Linked DNA regions of Mus musculus: region 1 is linked to region 2. Evidence: chromatin contacts called from public promoter capture Hi-C data. All regions are on one chromosome and are shown on one strand. The core of a region is the stretch at or near the end of the contact, and the rest is flanking DNA. Distances in the headings are between cores, read along the strand shown. Region 1 holds the start of Bcl2l11 (BCL2-like 11 (apoptosis facilitator)). Region 2 holds the start of A630026N12Rik (RIKEN cDNA A630026N12 gene).

The links. Promoter capture Hi-C pulls out the DNA fragments that hold promoters and counts their contacts.
Region 1: a contact with region 2 is called in a promoter capture Hi-C map of pre-B cells, with 3 times the contacts expected there. The contact joins the promoter of Bcl2l11 here to the promoter of A630026N12Rik in region 2.

The regions. Positions count from the first base shown.
Region 1 is chr2:128,124,715-128,127,769 of GRCm38.p6, forward strand. It overlaps Bcl2l11 (BCL2-like 11 (apoptosis facilitator)), which reads left to right and starts at 1,324. Exons shown (of 4, transcript NM_207680.2): 1 at 1,324-1,538. It also overlaps a transcript of Acoxl not described here.
Region 2 is chr2:126,673,608-126,676,886 of GRCm38.p6, forward strand. A630026N12Rik (RIKEN cDNA A630026N12 gene) reads right to left here and starts at 1,680. Exons shown (of 1, transcript NR_166192.1): 1 at 1-1,680. Gabpb1 (GA repeat binding protein, beta 1) reads right to left here and starts at 1,985. Exons shown (of 9, transcript NM_001271468.1): 1 at 1,749-1,985.

The DNA of each region.
Region 1 (3,055 bases), core at 74-2,573, 1.5 Mb after region 2:
TGTCACCGTGACGTTAGATCCGCATACAAACACCAAAATGACCAAGATGGCCCAACATTGATTGGGACGGCAGGTCGCAACACTTGTTCTGCAAGAAAAGGCTACGTCCTACTTACTGCCAGCCTGGATGCAGGTTGGGTAGCCCATTAATAGAGTTTCCTTAATCTCGTGTGGGGAGTGGGACGTTCCATTTCCAGAGCAGCTTTTTTGGGCCGCCGCTATGAGAGAAGGGGCTGGGGGTGGGGATGCACATGGCGCCATTGACTTCCAGACTTCTGTTGGAATCACAAAGGCCTCAGGAAGATCAAGGGATTTTTTTTTCGACCCCCTTATGGTTTTCCCAGCTCGGCCTGAACTCCGCTGCTCCATGGTCGCCAGCATCGGCGGACCGATGGATAGACAGTTCCTGGCGTACACTGTGAGCCCCAAACATTTCGAGGCTCCCAACACCGCTCATGGCACAACCGTCTTTCCTTGGTAGCCCCCCTCCTTTTCCTTGTAGTTATTCTTTTCCAGCTAACTTTCTCATTCCCCTATTTTATATGCTTGTCGTGCCCGCCCATCGCTCCCTGAAGCTTCCCGCTTCTCTTGTCTCTCAACTGTCCTTCTCACCACCACCTCTGCCTCTTAAGTAACTGGGCACTAGGGAAACAAACATATAAACCACAACAACAACAACAGCACACACACACAAACACAACACTAAGGAGAGCCTAAAGGAGGACAGAAGGCAGAAGGCGGCGGCGACGAAGAATCTCGCTTGAGGCGCAGACGAAGAGGGGTGAGCATCTTGCTGATCTGAGTCCCCCGGAGGTCAGGAATTCTAGGAAAGGACAGTCAAAGGCCAGTGCCCATCCTTGCACCAATCTAATCCTCATGGTTTGGGGCTGAGAAGCTGTGCAAAGCAAGGGCGGAGGGACGCCTTCTGAGGCTTCCAACTGGCGCCCGCGGCCGGGCTGGACACAGAGCAGTGTACCCTGAGCGCCCCCTAAGTTCCGCTCTGCGAGGTGGCCGCCACGGGCGGACGGGGAGGGGCGGGTACATTCTGAGTGGAGGATGGGCGAGCATGCAGCTGCCCGCAGGCCAAGACACTAGGGTAAACACGCCGGGGTGGGCGGCGCACGCAAACTGCAGGACAGCCGGCGGGGCCACCCTCCCCACTACCTGTCGCAGCCTGCACGCGCCAGCGGCCTGGGGGCCGTGGGGGGTGGGGCTTACCTTCCGGCTTGCCGGGGGCCGGACTAAACGGGGGCGGAGCCCGCGGTGATTGGGCGCGGGGGCGGGGGCTCAACTACCGCAGAGTCTCAAGAGCAGGCTGCTTTCACTTCGCTCCCCGCAGGCACTGGGTCACCAGCTGGTTGGAGCTCTGCGGTCCTTGCCATCGTCGCCGTCACCGGATTCCTGCAGCCGCTCTGCGAGCTGTGTTCCACTTGGATTCACACCACCTCCGCTGCTCCCGCCGCCACCGCCTCGGCGCCCTTCCCCTGGCCCTCGTCCACCCAATGTCTGACTCTGATTCTCGGACTGAGAAACGCAAGGTAAACACTCCGCGACTCCCGGGGCGCAGGCTGGGGATGGATAGAAGACAGGCGCCGCAGCGGCTTCATCTGTCTCTGGTGTCGCACGTGCGGGTGGAGGCACTGGTTTGTCCCGCGTGGCTGCAGGAGGCGAACGCTGGGAGTCGGGTCGAGGTCGCTGCGTGCCAAGGCACTTTTGGGGAAGGGTTGTCGGCACTGAAGCTGCGGGCACTTAGCCGAAGACTGGGTTGGGACGCAATGCCGCACGAGGGGCCGCTGAGGCATCTCTCGCGGGCAAGGAGGGCGCGTGGTCTCGGCTTGGAGCCGAGGTCCCGCTTCGTGGTGCCGGTAGTGCGTCCAGCCGGGAAGCGTCGCGGCGACCCAGACGGCCCGGGAGAAGTAGCCGCGCGGTAGCGGCGGGCGGGTAGACTTAACTCTTCGCTGACGCGGGTTCATTGCGGAGGTTTGAGTATTAAAATCACACGCGCCCAGACTTTGCTTGTACCCATTCAAGTCAGTTTGGCCATAGTGGTCAATTTCCTTTCCGGATGTCCCTGGCGGCCCGGTTCCTTTTGCGACCGTCCTGTGGATATTGAGGAACACCGTATCTACAGGAGACAAGAAACCCCGTAACCCCCCTAGGACCACTTAGGCTACGCGTATTCCAAGCCCCAGCTAGCCGACTACTCCTAGCCCGATTGCACCGGGACCCAGTCGCATAGGCTGGCGGACCCCTGAGCTCGCAAGCCTATTGCCCACGGGGCAGGCACTGCTTGAGGAAGGCTAACTGAACAGTGGGGGCAGAGGTCTGGATGTGCATGCCCGAGACCCGAGATGGTCGTTCATATTTGGTTCGTGTCGGTAGCACTCGGTAGCACATGGGGACACAGCAGGTGAAGTTGCTGAGAAGTTCTTCAGGGGACTGCGGAGGCATTAGGGACTTGGCTCGGAATGGCCTGGAGTGCGATCGTGGCCTCGCGGATCTCCGAGGGGTGCGTGTCTCGCTTTGTCTCTAATGTCCCGCTGCCCTGGCGGCGGGAATTCCCGCAAAGCGCGCGCCGTCCCGGCCTGGCCCAGGGGTGGGGCGGGGCGCAAAGCGAAGCTGCCCGGCCCCCTAAGTTCCAGCCGGAGCTGCGGTGGCCGGCACAGTCTGAGCGGCGCTGGGCGGCGAGTTTGTCAACAATCGCCTTGCCTTCGGCTGCCTGACCCGTAGGCGCCGCCCCCACCGCCTCTGCCCATTGGTTACGATGGGGAGCGACTGCGCGCGGGCCAATGGGGGAGCACTGGCAGCCGGCGCCAGGGGCGCAGGGCTGGCGGTGCCCGCGCGGCGGCGGGAGCTGCGCGCTAGGGGCGGAGCGGGAGGAGGCGGAGGATGATCCCGGCGGCGGCCGGTGCAGCGCGGGCCAGAGGCGCGGCGCGCGAAACCTTCGGCTCCCCGGCGGAGCGTGGCGGAGGGCGGACGGGCAGGCGCGGGGCCCTGGAGCCCAGGACCCGGCTTTGTTTCCCTTGCCTCCTCGGTGGCGACGTGCAGGGGTCGT
Region 2 (3,279 bases), core at 430-2,929:
ACGGAAGTCTGAAGCGCCTAAGATGCACGTGTCCTCGTGAAGAAGGTACTTACAAGCGGGTCTTTACACGCTGATTATATGTGTACATCGTTAAGCATATGAACTGGAACTTTAAAATGTCTTGTCACTTGGACTATTTCCAGATATCAAGGCTACTGGTAAATTATAATCTCTGCAATGCTTAAGCATCTAAATGGCCATCTTTTAAAAAGTTAGAGGCCTCTCCCCCAAACTACAAGAATCATTCTTCTCATTCAGTTTGTCTTTCACAATATCTTGATTGTACTTAACATGCTGAATAGAAGGATGGGATATATCATGTTTTTTAAAAAAAGCATAATATACATACAGTGTTTTCCATTGGCTATGTGGCATATCACAAGACTGTCTGCAAAAATTGACTCAAGAATGTTTTCTGTTAAACTAGGCTTTAAAAAAGACTTTCGAAAGTGCAAAACAATGTGACTCTTGCCTAAGTCATGAGTTGACACGTTACTTTTCATTTTTGACAAAATAAGAAAAGCGAATAAAGGGATAAGAGCCATCAGTTCCCTTAAAACTTAAAAAGTCAGAGTCTGAAGGCCTAAGAGCCAAAAAGCTATCAGTTATATTTAAATTAATCTGGGTGAATCTCTGTGAGGTAGACTATCGTCTGCGTACTAAATTCGGTGCGTTTTCAATTCTGGGAAGGCCACTACTTCCCTAGAAAAAGCACACCACCGTTCTTTTTTACCCCCAGATAAAAATTACATTTCAGAAAGTAACTTGCCTGAATAGACAACAAACCACAGTGTCTGCAGAAAGAACTCTTAAAAATTACTCCCACGTTATGAAGCTCTCTTTCAGAAGTACTGTGGTCTCGCTCCCTGCTTTAAAGCAAATGTGTCTGCTAGACACAGTGGAAATGGGCTTAAAGCAAAAGCTTCAAGGGAAAAAAAGCCAGCAGGTAGGCCCGCTTTCCTTCGCTCTCATTTTGGAGATGCACACTTCAAGGCTAAGCCCGCGGCTTCAACGCCGTGGGAGAGGTTCACAACAGCACACTCAACACCGATCTGTGCCCAGGCAAGACATGACCGACGAAACTCGCGGCTTCTTTCCGCACCCGCGCTCGCGTGGGTTCCGGTGGCGAAGTCTCCGGGGCAAAAGTCTCGGCCACTGAGAATGGCAGGCTCCGTCCCTTCCGGACTGGCCCGTCTACCCTGCCCCGACCCGGCTGTTCGGGCCGAAACCCGAGCGCCCCGGGCTCCGCGGGGCCCAGCGGGGCAGCGCGGCCCGGCCTTCCCTCCCGCTTGTCGTCGGCCCGGCCAGGCCAGGCCCTCAGGCCGCCGAGACAAAGGAGCGGGCGGGGACAGCGCCGCCTCTCCCGCCGCCTGCCCCGCCGGCCCGGACCCCCACGGCCATGGCGACCCCACCGCAGACCCGACCCGTGGGGCCCGCAGGAGGCCGCGGCGCCTGACCGAGGAGGGGGCGGCGGCCGCCACCATGTCTGCCGCCCCTCCCAGAAGCCAAGCGCCGGGCGGACAAAGCGCGGCGGCGGCGGCGGCGGCAGCACGGACACCCAGGCCGACCCCGCCGACCCCCGCCAAACAAGCGGGGCCAGGAGCCCCGGAAACCCGGCGCCTTAATGCAATAAACAGGAAATCGCGGGGATGATCTGGGTTCCGGGGGAAGTGGAATTATTTTTTACCAGCGAAGAGATCAACTTCCACATCCGGTGGTAACAGGGCCCTACACAGACCCGCACTGACCTGGAAAAGCTTCGGGAGCGGCGGCGGGGGAGCAGCGGGAGGAGGTGCGGGGACCGCGGCGCCTCGGAGCCGTCAGGGCAGACGCGGCCCCGCCACACACAGAGCGCTTCGCTGCACAGGGCGCTATTTTCCGAAAATGCCGCGTCTGCTCGGCGCCCAAAATCCCCACCGAAAAGTCCCCGTCGGCGCGGAGGGACACGGCGGCCGAGCTCCCAGCATGCCTGCGGCGGCCTCGCCAACCCGCGCCCGTTTCCGCCCCACTGGCCCCGGGAGCGAGCCTGCCGCCGCCCTCCCCCAGCCCCGTTCCGGCGGGAGAAAGGGATGAGAGGGTCTGCTTCTGACTTTAAACGGGGAGAAAGGAAATAAGCCATTTCTAGCGTTCGGCCACACAAAGGCTGCGGCGGAATGATCCGCGGGGCGACCGCAAGTCCCGGCTCGCCCGGCGCCTGCGCGGCAGCGGGGTGAGCGCTGCGGTGGCCCTGTGCGCGGCTGGGTGTTCCGCGCCGCGTCGCGGGGCGGGATGTGTGGGAGTTAGGGGTGCGTGTGCTAAGTTCTCCCCCGGCGTGACACGGAAAGTGCCGGCATTTCGGGACGCTTGGAGCTTGGACTTGACTATGGGGTGTTCTAGCAGATTCCCGGCAGGCGGAAGGGCAGCCGGGTACCTAAGATTTAACTTACCGTGGTCCTGGAAGGTACCCGGAATCGCTGGTTGTGGGGCCTGTGCGGGAACAAAGGATGCCTGTCCTCTTCACCTGGTGTAAACTGGTCGTGTGTGACGTGGATGTTTCTGTGGCTTTTTTTTTTTTTAATGTTGTAATAGTGACGCTTTTCTCCTGTCTGTATTGTCAGGATTTTTGTTGATTTGTTTTCGAGGCAAGGTTTCTCTGTAACAGCCCTGCCTGACCTGGAACTGGCTTTGTAGACCAGGGTGGCCTCAAACTCAAAAGAATCCGCCTGCCTCTGCCTCTCAATTGTTGGGATTAAAGGCGCGTACCACCATGCCTAGTGACGTATTTTACTTTCAATGAACCAAGAGTTGATTGGGAGATGATGATTTGTGAAGGAAAAGCCTTATAAATTTACTTCACATGCGATTTTCAAAGTTCCACTTTGATATATTTCACCGAAAAGTCCACTACCCGTGGAACTTTTGGCGTCAGGTATCTAGGAATGAGAATATCGGAGACAACCGAGAATAACCTAGGAGCAAAATGGCTTAAATGAGATCCAAATTGTTTACAGACTTCATTTGTGTTTGTGTGTGTCTGTCCTCAGATAAGGACACTTGCCCTTATTTTTTGGTTTTTCGAGACCGGGTTTCTCTGTATAGCCCCTGGCTGTCCTGGAACTCACTTTGTAGACCAGGCTGGCCTCGAACTCAGAAATCTGCCTGCCTCTGCCTCCCGAGTGCTGGGATTAAAGGCCACCACGCCCGGCTGCCTTTCTTATTTATATAGTGAAAGTTTGTAGCCAGTGTAAGACATAGCAAAGTAAACAGAATGGGGAGAGCATAGTTCATGTTTTTTCTTTT